3 separate regions of the Zea mays genome follow, and all the other regions are linked to region 1. A link is a contact called in public Hi-C data. All regions are on one chromosome and are shown on one strand. The core of a region is the stretch at or near the end of the contact, and the rest is flanking DNA. Distances in the headings are between cores, read along the strand shown.

Evidence for each region. A called contact is a pair of places that touch in the nucleus more often than the background predicts.
Region 2: a contact with region 1 is called in a Hi-C map of bundle sheath, with 2.4 times the contacts expected there. The contact joins the enhancer-like site here to the promoter of LOC103626181 in region 1. A contact is called at or near these places in 2 of 25 Hi-C or Micro-C datasets (bundle sheath and tassel).
Region 3: a contact with region 1 is called in a Hi-C map of tassel, with 2.9 times the contacts expected there. The contact joins the promoter of LOC100272919 here to the promoter of LOC103626181 in region 1. A contact is called at or near these places in 2 of 25 Hi-C or Micro-C datasets (ear and tassel).

Annotation. Positions count from the first base shown.
Region 1 is chr5:31,514,345-31,517,910 of Zm-B73-REFERENCE-NAM-5.0, forward strand. LOC103626181 (MDIS1-interacting receptor like kinase 2) reads right to left here and starts at 1,781. Exons shown (of 2, transcript XM_008646574.3): 1 at 1-1,781. The coding sequence starts at 1,643.
Region 2 is chr5:31,840,778-31,844,131 of Zm-B73-REFERENCE-NAM-5.0, forward strand. It overlaps LOC103626186 (a long non-coding RNA gene), which reads left to right. Exons shown (of 2, transcript XR_552754.4): 2 at 245-808. Among protein-coding and RNA genes, the nearest start is that of LOC103626186, 3.5 kb to the left of the region's middle. Within about 2 kb of position 1,819, at least 8 of the 20 cell types and tissues checked have an H3K27ac peak or open chromatin away from gene starts, as enhancers often do. A contact at or near this core is called in bundle sheath, where this site is marked.
Region 3 is chr5:31,909,695-31,912,837 of Zm-B73-REFERENCE-NAM-5.0, forward strand. It overlaps LOC100272919 (60S ribosomal protein L23-like), which reads left to right and starts at 1,810. Exons shown (of 4, transcript NM_001147371.1): 1 at 1,810-1,844; 2 at 1,962-2,246. The coding sequence starts at 1,832.

The sequences.
Region 1 (3,566 bases), core at 531-3,030:
TCGCCGGAGAAACTGTTGTTCGCGAAGCTCACATCGGTCAGTGCCAGCCCTGCGCCGAGGTCCGGCGGGACGGTACCAGTCATGTTGTTGTCGAACACTGACAGGTACTGGAGGTTCCTAAGCAACGAGATGGTGGGAGGCAGCTCGCCTTCCAGGTTGTTGGTGTTGAGGTCCAAGGTTTGCAGCGCCGTCATGTTGCCGATCTCCGACGGGATCTTGCCGGTGAGCTCGTTGAAGAAGAGCGCCAGCCGCGTGAGTTGCTTGAGGTTGCCGAACGTGCTGGGTATGGGTCCGATGAGCGAGTTGACAGATAAATCCAGTTCAACCAGGTTCACCAACCTGCCGAGCTCCGACGGGATCTCGCCGGTGAGGTTGTTGCTGAAGAGATACAAGAATCGGATCTTCGTCACCTTGCCGAGCTCCGGTGGGATTTTGCCCCTTAGCGAGTTGGTCTGCACTTGGAACGATATGAGCTCCGGCCAGCTCATGAACAGCTGTCCTGGGATCTCGCCGGTGAGGTTGTTGGACGATATGCCGAACTCCCGCATCCTCTGCATCCCAGCGAATGACGCCGGCAAGCTCCCATAGAGCTGGTTAATTGAGAGATCGAGGAAGTCGAGGTTGCTCAGACCGCCGAGCTCCGGCGGCAGAGTGGAGACCAGACTGGCGTTCTTCACGTCGAGTTGTTGCAGCATCTTGAGCTGGCCAAGAACCGGCGGGAGCGCCCCGCCGAGTGGGTTGCTGCCGAGCTCAAGGACCCTCAGCTGCGACATGGACCCGAGGAAGTCGGGAACGCCGCCAGTAAGGTTGTTGCCGCCAAGGTGCAGGTCTCTGAGCCTCGTCAGCCTCGCGAGCGACGCTGGGATCCGGCCGGAGAACGCGTTGGCTGACAGGTTGAGCCACCGCAGGTTCGGCAGCCGCTCCGGAAGCGCGTCCGGGATTGGACCGGAGAAGCCGTTCTGCGATAGGTCGAGGTAGGTGACGTTCCCGCTCCTGAGCACGAACTCCGGGAAGCTGCCGTTGATGTAGTTGACAGAGAGCGAGAGGAACTCCACCGTGGGCATCGGTGAGAACGGGACGCTAGTCAGGTAGTTGGACCCCAGGTCCATCTGGACGATCTTTGGCAGTTTACTCAGCTGGTTCGGGATTGCGCCGGCCAGGTTGTTGTTGAAGAGCCGGAGTTCGACGAGGCCCGAGAGGTCGCCGAGCTGCGGCGGGATGGTGCCGTTGAGCCCGTTGCTGCCCAGGTCGAGCGTGGCCAGAGTGCGCAGTTGCGAGAGCGACGGAGGGATGGCGCCGGCCAGGTTGTTGTCCTTGAGGTCGAGGGAAGTGAGGCTCGGGAACGCGGCCGGGTCGAGCGCATCCAGGCCGCCGGTGAGGCCGAGCCCGCGCAGACGGAGCGACACAACGCGGCCGGCAGCGTCGCAGGCGACCCCACGCCAGGTGGTGCAGATGGATACCTGGGTGGCGTTCGTCCACGTGGATAGCATCGCCGGGTCGCCCAGGCTCGATTTCCACGCCAGCAGGGCCTCAGCCGGCGATGGTGGCGCCGCAGCATTGGCAGAGACGGCAGCGAGGGCAAGGATGGCGAAGAGTAGGGACGCGAGGAGGAAGCGGGCGGGGGCGGATGGCGGCGTCGGCATTGGCAGGGTGTCAGAGCGGAGCGCTGCGTGCCCGTTCGTGCGGGCAGGGGCGGCCGTGCGGGCTGGCGGTGAGCGCGTGGTGGTCACTGGTCAGTGGTCTTGACTCTTTGAGGTCGCGGGCTCGCGGCGCGCGCAGCTGGGTCGCGGTCAATGCCGTGGGTTGACTTGGGATGCGAGCACACGGCTGGGAAGCGGAGTGAACAGGAAAAGGGGCAGCGGCGCACTTCCGCACTTGGATTTGGTTCACACGACGCCGGTTCTAATAATCCCGATTAAAAATGTTCCAATTTTTTTATAAAAACGCTCAAAAGAATGTTTTAGATCGAATATTTATCTAGAAAAATGAGTATACTATTATAAAAGATTAATAGTTTGTTACAAATGACAATAAGAAACGAGATTGCATGGAAACCAATTTGGCTCTATTGACATGAAAGATTTTGATGTCCTAAAATCCACTTGTCGCGGGAAATTATGGGCCTATTTGACACGGCTCCGACTCCTTCAAAAATAACTTTGGCTCTAGCTTCTCTTAAAGAGGAGCTTCGCTATAGAAGCTAGTGCTTTTCTTAGCACGAGACAAAGGCAGTGAGGAGCCACAAAAGCCATTTTTTTGCTCCGTCTTCTCTCTATAAAAATGACTATGTCTCCTCATGGCTCATTGTTGTGAGATCTTTTTTTAGATCGTTTGAGAGGACTCCTACAAGAGACGGAGTCGGAGCCGGTTTGGGAGGCCTCCCAATCTTGTCATGCGACAAAGAAGATAAATAGGTTGAAATTTGACCATCTCGTCTTATTAAAAAATATTTATAATTATTATTAATTTTTATCATGATATCGTTTAGCATATAATATACTTTAAAATAATTTAAGTATGGTTTTAATTTTTAATTTTTTATTTGCAAAAAAAGTTGAATAAGACGAATCGGTCAAACTTGGTAAAAATGTGAGACGAATGAAGTAATTCTCTAGATAGTTATACTAAATTGATTAGATTTTTTAGAGAGCCAACATGTCTAAAAAAACATACTCTATTTTTTCTACTATTTTAAGTTTGACTTAAACCAAATTTAGAATAGTTTTACGGTGGCCATACTTTCTAAAACTTTAAAAATAGATTAATTTGGCTCATTTATGTAGTCTAAATTTTTCATGAGAACAACTAAACTTTAGCTACTTCTTTGGGTCCATATGTTTAGGGCAATAAGAGCATCTCCAACAAGGTGACTTAAAATAGTGCCCCCAAAAATCAAAATACTACATCATTTAAAGTTTTTAGGACACTAAAAACAAATTGCGCTCAAACAATTAAGCTCTAAATCATATATTTTAGGAAGTAAATTATGTTATTAGGAAAGAAAATAATGTAGAAAACAAGGATAGAGCACTACTCTGGGGCGTAGTATATTTAGGTCACTTCATGGTGTGCTCTATATTTTTTAGATAAAATTTTGTAAAATATGACACTGTTGGAGCTTTTTTTTATTTGAGCCCTATATTTTTAAATATGGAACTAATTTAAGACACTCTTGATATGCTTTAAGAGCTAAAATAATTTAAAATTAATATCTAAACTTTAGATTGAGGTGAAGGCATACTTGAAGCAGATGTTCCTTAACATGGGAGATTATACTCATGGATGCATCGTGGTATCTTATTCACTCAATGTGCCTCATCCACTAGAATGTATAACATCTTTGTTTTTGGATACTATCGTTTGCATTACACAACTTTGTAATCCTCTCAACTCAGAGATAGTTGTTGGTGTATAACTGACCACCACAGGAACTATAGTGGATCCCTAAGAATTATGAAGAGTCAGGGCCCAGCCACTTCCCTCGAGCAGTTGGCTGAGAGGGACTCTACAATTCCTCCGTGAAAGTCGCCTAGAGGGGGGGTGAATAGGGCAAAACTGAAATTTAC
Region 2 (3,354 bases), core at 569-3,068, 330 kb after region 1:
TGTCATGTTCCTCTTATCGGAAACTCTGAATGATGTGGCATGTAAATCCTCAACGTTAACCACGAGAAGTTATTATATTACACCTATTTGAATGCAATTCGTATTTGCAGCACTAAAATTTTATCTTCCAAACATTCAACTTTGATTAAATATACAATACATAATTAGTATTATTCAATATATCTTTGGATCTATTTTCAATAAATTTATTTAAAAATATAAATATCACTAATATTTCTTATAGGACGAGGTCCTTTATACCATCGTCCCTGCTAGCGAGACAGGAGGTCCCAGTGGAGCGGCTAAAGCCGAGGGTCGAGGCACAGGAGAGAGGGAACTAGGCTCTCAAGTAAAAGTACCCGATCGGACTAAACCCGCAAGAGAAGGTGAAGCTGGAGAAGGAGCACATGTGGTTGTTCATGGATGACAGCATCAAGGACCTCGCCAACATTTCCATGGAGTAGATCAACGCCACCGAGCTCACCAAGAACGATGTCGACATCCGGTTCAAGTGTACATCCACTCTGCGCCTGCTGCAATGCTGATTTAATTGTTGCTCTTAACACAGCCATTTGCGATTCAGTTTTTGACAACTCTGATATTTAGTCCTTGATGCACTATTAGATGATTGTGTCGTGGTATTTGAGATATGTGAGCCTCATGATGCAGTATAGTTGCAGGAACCTGCTAACACAGCTTCACTTCTAACTCCCTCTCACTGTATTTCCCTTTCTTTGTAGCTATAGCCTTTTACCAAACTTGTCACTCATTGGAAATTTGGCCTACAACATGAATAACTTGGGTTCAAGTGAGGCCTTGTTCGTTTACGTCGGATTGCACCCGAAATCGTTCCGGCTAATCAAAGTTTATATAAATTAGAGAAGCAATCCGATTAGGAATCGTTCCGACCCACCAATCCGGCATAAACGAACAAGACCTGAAGGAGTAGGTTGTGTGCATGGTCGCTGATTCCAAAAGGGGTTGTGGCGTTGTTTTTGGAGCTGAAACATTTCAGGTTTTCTTTGTGAAGGACGGAAACGACCTGTGTATAGGTTCACATAGATTTTGTTTCTTCCCTCCTCTTTATTAGCAACCTTAGTTTTCAGTTAATATGTTTAAGTAGGTTCTATTTAATTTGTTGTTTGCCCATAAGAAGTTTCATATTTTTTGGAAAAACATATTATATGAATCAGATTTAAACGGATGGATAGAGTTTGTAGATTATGACCATCCTTTACAGAATCATTTGTGATTAGCGATAAAGAAAAGTGTTGGAGTGGATGTCACGTGGAATGAAAAGTTTTCTATTTCAATCTATTAGAATTGCAGTATGCCCTGCATACTAATAGGACACATTTGAAGTATAGTGGAGCTTGTGCAATGAGGTGTTCCAGTGCTACCGCCACCATTTAAAATTTGGAATAATGGATCTATATTTTAATTTTTTTAATTTGTTTCTTCAAAATTTGTTCAGAATAAAGCACCAACTTTTACAGTTTCTAAGTTACATATTTATCATAGTGATGTTTGTTATCCTTTATCTATATTTTACACTAATTTTTAACTTTCGTGGCAACGCATGGGCATATATATCTAGTTTAATATTATTTTTATATCAAGGATTAGCTTTAAGGGTATTTCTGCAAAGTCCCAAGGACCTAGGTGTAAGGATTCTCCATGGCCTGAGGATGGCAGGTTGATTATGCAAAAAGGTAGGGGCTCTTTATCAAAAGTTCAATCTTAGATCAGCGACACTAGTTTAATCCACGAACTTCGGCTTAATCCTATGCGTTCGCTTCAATCCCGATGGCCCAGATTGAATTCGTCATGATCTAATATTATCCATTCAATCCAAATTGGACGGCACCTGGATCTTCTTCCTCCCCCGTCCACAACCGAGCTGGCTCCCATGCTTTCTGTGGCAGCGCTTTCACCGGCTCGACGTCCAACCATTCCCTGGTGAACTAATCACCCTCGTATGAAGCTATATGAAGTAGGCCTCGCGCGAAAAGAGTAGGGACTTCTCACTGACGTTTAAGGCGATGACAACACAGCCCACTGCTCGGTGCAGAACCGTGGCGACGACCCAGTTCCAGTGAGAAATTCCTTGCTATAGGCAGATGTGTCTTATGCGCAAATGAGTGCTATAGGCAGATGTGTCTTCTCACCGTCAGTTGGGGCACGGCGGATCCGCTATAACTTCTGTACTCCGGTGAGAAATCACCACGCGCTGTCGACCTCCCATATCCTGGAAACCCTTTTGCACGATCCTCACAACCCAGCGATGCTCCCAAACCACCCCACCTGTTTTGAATGGCCCCATAGGCGAGATTCCACGGTGGCGGTCATCTTCTCTGTGTTCTCTCTCTCCCTCGGTCCCTCCCTCACGACTTTACTCCGGTGACTTTGAGGTGGCACATATATGGCTCGAGGGTGGCAAGGCTCCCACATATATACTCTAGGGCATCAATGACCGAGACCTCCCAACTAAATGACTGATTTCCTATGGAATGTGATTGGGTACACAAAGTGCTGAAATTTCAGAATGCAGGGAAATCTGTCACTTTATATGGTGATGATGTGCATCAGGTTTCAGCAATTCAGGAAGTATCAGCACTACAAGTGCAAAAATGGGTGACAGGAAATGACATTTGGGCCATGGTCCTAGTGGAGTCTACATCTGATTCTGGTATTCAGACTAATAAAGCTGATATTCAGTTGTTGCTACAGGAGTTTGATGACCTGTTTACTGTCCCCACCCAGTTGCCACCCATGAGACAGTTTGATCACTGCATACCACTAATGCCTGGATCAGTGCCTGTAAACTCTAAGCCTTACAGGTACTCCCCCTTTCACAAAGATGAGATAGAAAGGCAGGTCACTACACTACTGCAGGCTGGTTTGATCACCCCTAGCACCAGTCCTTTTGCTTCACCAGTCCTTCTAGTTAAAAAAAAGATGGACCCTGGCGTTTTTGTGTGGACTATAGGAAGTTAAATGATCTCACTATCAAGAACAGATTTCCGATGCCCCTAGTGGAAGAAATTTTGGAAGAACTAGCGGGTACACAATATTTTACCAGTCTAGATTTCACTGCAGGCTACCATCAGATTCGAATGCAGGAATCTGAGGAATACAAAACAGCTTTCAAAACTCACCAGGGTCATTACCAGTTTGGGGTCATGCCCTTTGGTCTTACCAACGCCCCAGCTACTTTCCAGTGCGCTATGAATTTCATTCTAGCTCCTTTTCTCAGAAAATTCGTAATGGTATTCCTGGATGACATTTTAGTGTATAGTGGTTCTTGGGCTGAGCACTTACACCACTTGAGGCTGGTGTTTGATATACTCAGGG
Region 3 (3,143 bases), core at 560-3,059, 400 kb after region 1:
TTTGTTTTTTCTCTTATTAATTCACTTGAATACAACAAAAATCTATAATTTGCATAAGTTATACACTAGATGTATCTTATATTATATAAAAACGATAAAAAAAATGGTATCATTACGGCTCGGAAACGAAAAATACGAAAACTAGCTACCGTACGTTTTTAATCGGTTCCCGAACAATTTGAAAACCAATGAGAAAACACGGTATTCAGAAACATTGTAATCTATAGTGCAAATACCCTATTTTTCACGATCTGTTGCGGACAACCTTACTCTATCAATAAAATATGTTTCATTGTAACTTTTTAGGAAATAAAGTACCTACAATCTTATTGATATCCCTGTTATTATAGATATATCATATATTTTGTTCAAAATGTACAAATTTATCAAAACTAATGACCTATATATCTTGATAAGTAACAACCTTCACTAGTACAGAAATTTTAATAAAAGCGGACAAAAGGAGGTGATTGCAACCACCTCCGTTAATCGATGATTAACGAGCGCCTCCTATAATGCGTTAACCGAGGGAGACACTGTAGCGGAGGCTGTCTCGGTTAATTAGTATTAACGGAGGCGGTCGTTTTAAGGCAACCGCAGAGCGGATCAGAACAGTGAACAGCTGCCAACAAAACCCATCCGTTTCAACGGCTGAGGGCTAACCAAATCACAGTCTCTGCTTATTGTTGGTCGATCTATGGCAGACATAGAATTGCTTTCCTGTGCATCTAATCTGCGCAGACGAGCTAAGGTATACTTTCTTTATACAATAAATAACTGGATGATGAACCAGCTAGCTAGCTAGAGAGCAAATAATTAATCACCGTAAACTAAGAAGCACTAATTAAGCCACACCGCCACACTATATCTTGGTCTTTTTTTTTTTTTTGAGAGAGAGTCTTGGCTGCAGTTAGCTACGTACACTGAAGAAGGAGGATTAAGGGGGAAATGAATCTCTCCCATCCTCCCATGATCTCTGTTCACCCAATCAGTCAGCCCTAAAGCCGTAGGAGCTACGCACAAGCCGGCCGTGACCGTCGTAAAGTTCTGCGAGTAGCTATGCAGGTCATACCCGAACCGGACCGCGCTTCGCCTGGGCCGCGCCGCGCGTCTTCTCCAGGAGCACCTCAACCTCGATAGCATCAGCTGCCTCACCGCCGCAGCCGACCGGCTGCTGCCGCCGGTGTACAGCAGGCCGAGTAGAAACGCCATGATCGCCTCACACACCAGTTGCTCCGATCGAGCTATATCTATCTATTTATCTCTCTCTGTGCTGCAGCTAGCTAGCTGTGATCGATCTTGTGCAAAACAAAACCTCCCATATGCTGCGCTTTATAAGCTCCGATGGGGGTCGGACTTGGCCCCTGGGAGACGTCGTCGATCGGTCAGTCAGACGCACCACTAGTGTGGAAGAATTTAAGCTAGAACCAAGCAAACACTACTTAAGGATACACCTCTTCTTCCATAATTAAGCTAGCCTTTTTAGTTGTGAAAGGATTTAAGATACCTAAGAAAAGAAATAAACTAGGCTAATCTAAAATTTATGGTAACAGTTAAGACGTACGTAGAGTTAGTGACGATATAATCTAGATCATTGATTGCTAATTTTTCTCTGTCCGTTTAGGAAGATCATGTGCGCGCACGAACCCGCTCCGGCTCTCCGTCACATGGTTGGCCAGTCTGGAAATTAACATGATGGGCCTCACATTGTCGCTTTCACGGCCCTCTTTCCAAATCCAGGCCCAACTACAACACTTCTCTCTTCTTAGAAGGAACAGATTCATCGAGCCAGCGCAAACCCTAGCCGGCCTCTTCTCCTCGCGCCGCCGCCATGTCGAAGCGCGGTACGTACGCTCCGGTCCCCCATTCGCTTCGGACGATCCGACTCGTTTTTCTGTTCCTTCCCTCGCTTACCGGCGAACTCAGCCCGCTTCTGCGTCGAAATGGATGAACTGCCGCAGGGAGGGGAGGGACGGCGGGGAACAAGTTCCGCATGTCGCTGGGTCTCCCCGTCGCAGCGACCGTGAACTGCGCGGACAATACAGGCGCCAAGAACCTCTACATCATCTCCGTCAAGGGCATCAAGGGTAGGCTCAACCGCCTGCCGTCCGCCTGCGTCGGCGACATGGTCATGGCCACCGTCAAGAAGGGTAAGCCCGACCTCAGGAAGAAGGTCATGCCCGCCGTCATCGTCCGCCAGCGCAAGCTGTGGCGCCGCAAGGACGGAGTCTACATGTACTTCGAAGGTAACTGTCGCCACTTTCCCTAGTACTACAACGCCGGACCTCGATGTACACAACCCAGTCCGTTTTGGTGTATTGCTTGACGCTATGCGTCTGTTTTGTCATCTAGCTTGTAGTGTTGCTGTTGCTTGTAGCGTATTGCGTTGTCCGACGCTGACCATGTGTTTGAATCTCTGCCTTAATCCTATTTAGAACGTATTTATGCAAATCTCATCTTCTATCCCAGTTTTCCATCAGTAACAGCAGTGAAAGTCAGTTAGTTGCTACATAGATTCAATCACTGTGTTGTAAACATGTTCGCGACAACACATTATTTGCCAATACTAGTCTTTCAAGCTAGCTTGCTAAGCATTTTAACTTTCAAAATATTTAACTATAGGCGATTCCCAACTTACAGGGTGAACTTTAGGGCTTATGACATGGGGCTGTATTCTTTTTCTTTGCTAGCTGTTAACAATTATCTTTGCCAAATTTTAGGACCGATTTTTCCCCTTGCACATTAATCAAGTAACTTACAAGGGGAACAATCAGTTAATATTTTTTCCACAAATACCATATTTACAAGGCTTCTGAGTAGCACCCCAAGTCTCGGGCTCGATTCCCCTCGCGGGCGAATTTTCGGGCTTGGTTAAAAAAGAATCCCTCGTTCTGCCTCATCCGCTCTCAGGTTAGATGTCCTGTGCTCTACCCTCCGGCTGGCCCATTGTAGAGTGGCCGGTTGATGTCGGTCCGTTAGTGATGGGAGGCCAGGGTTCGGGGATTTTCTCGGCTCGGACCATTGTTTCGGTCTCTTCTTAATATTATACCGGGAGGACGGTCATTTCCTCTCTGGCTGAGTTTTTTTAGTTTGCCATGTAGCCTCACATATCTGTCATGCTCCCCTTGTTCCATTCCTTTTCT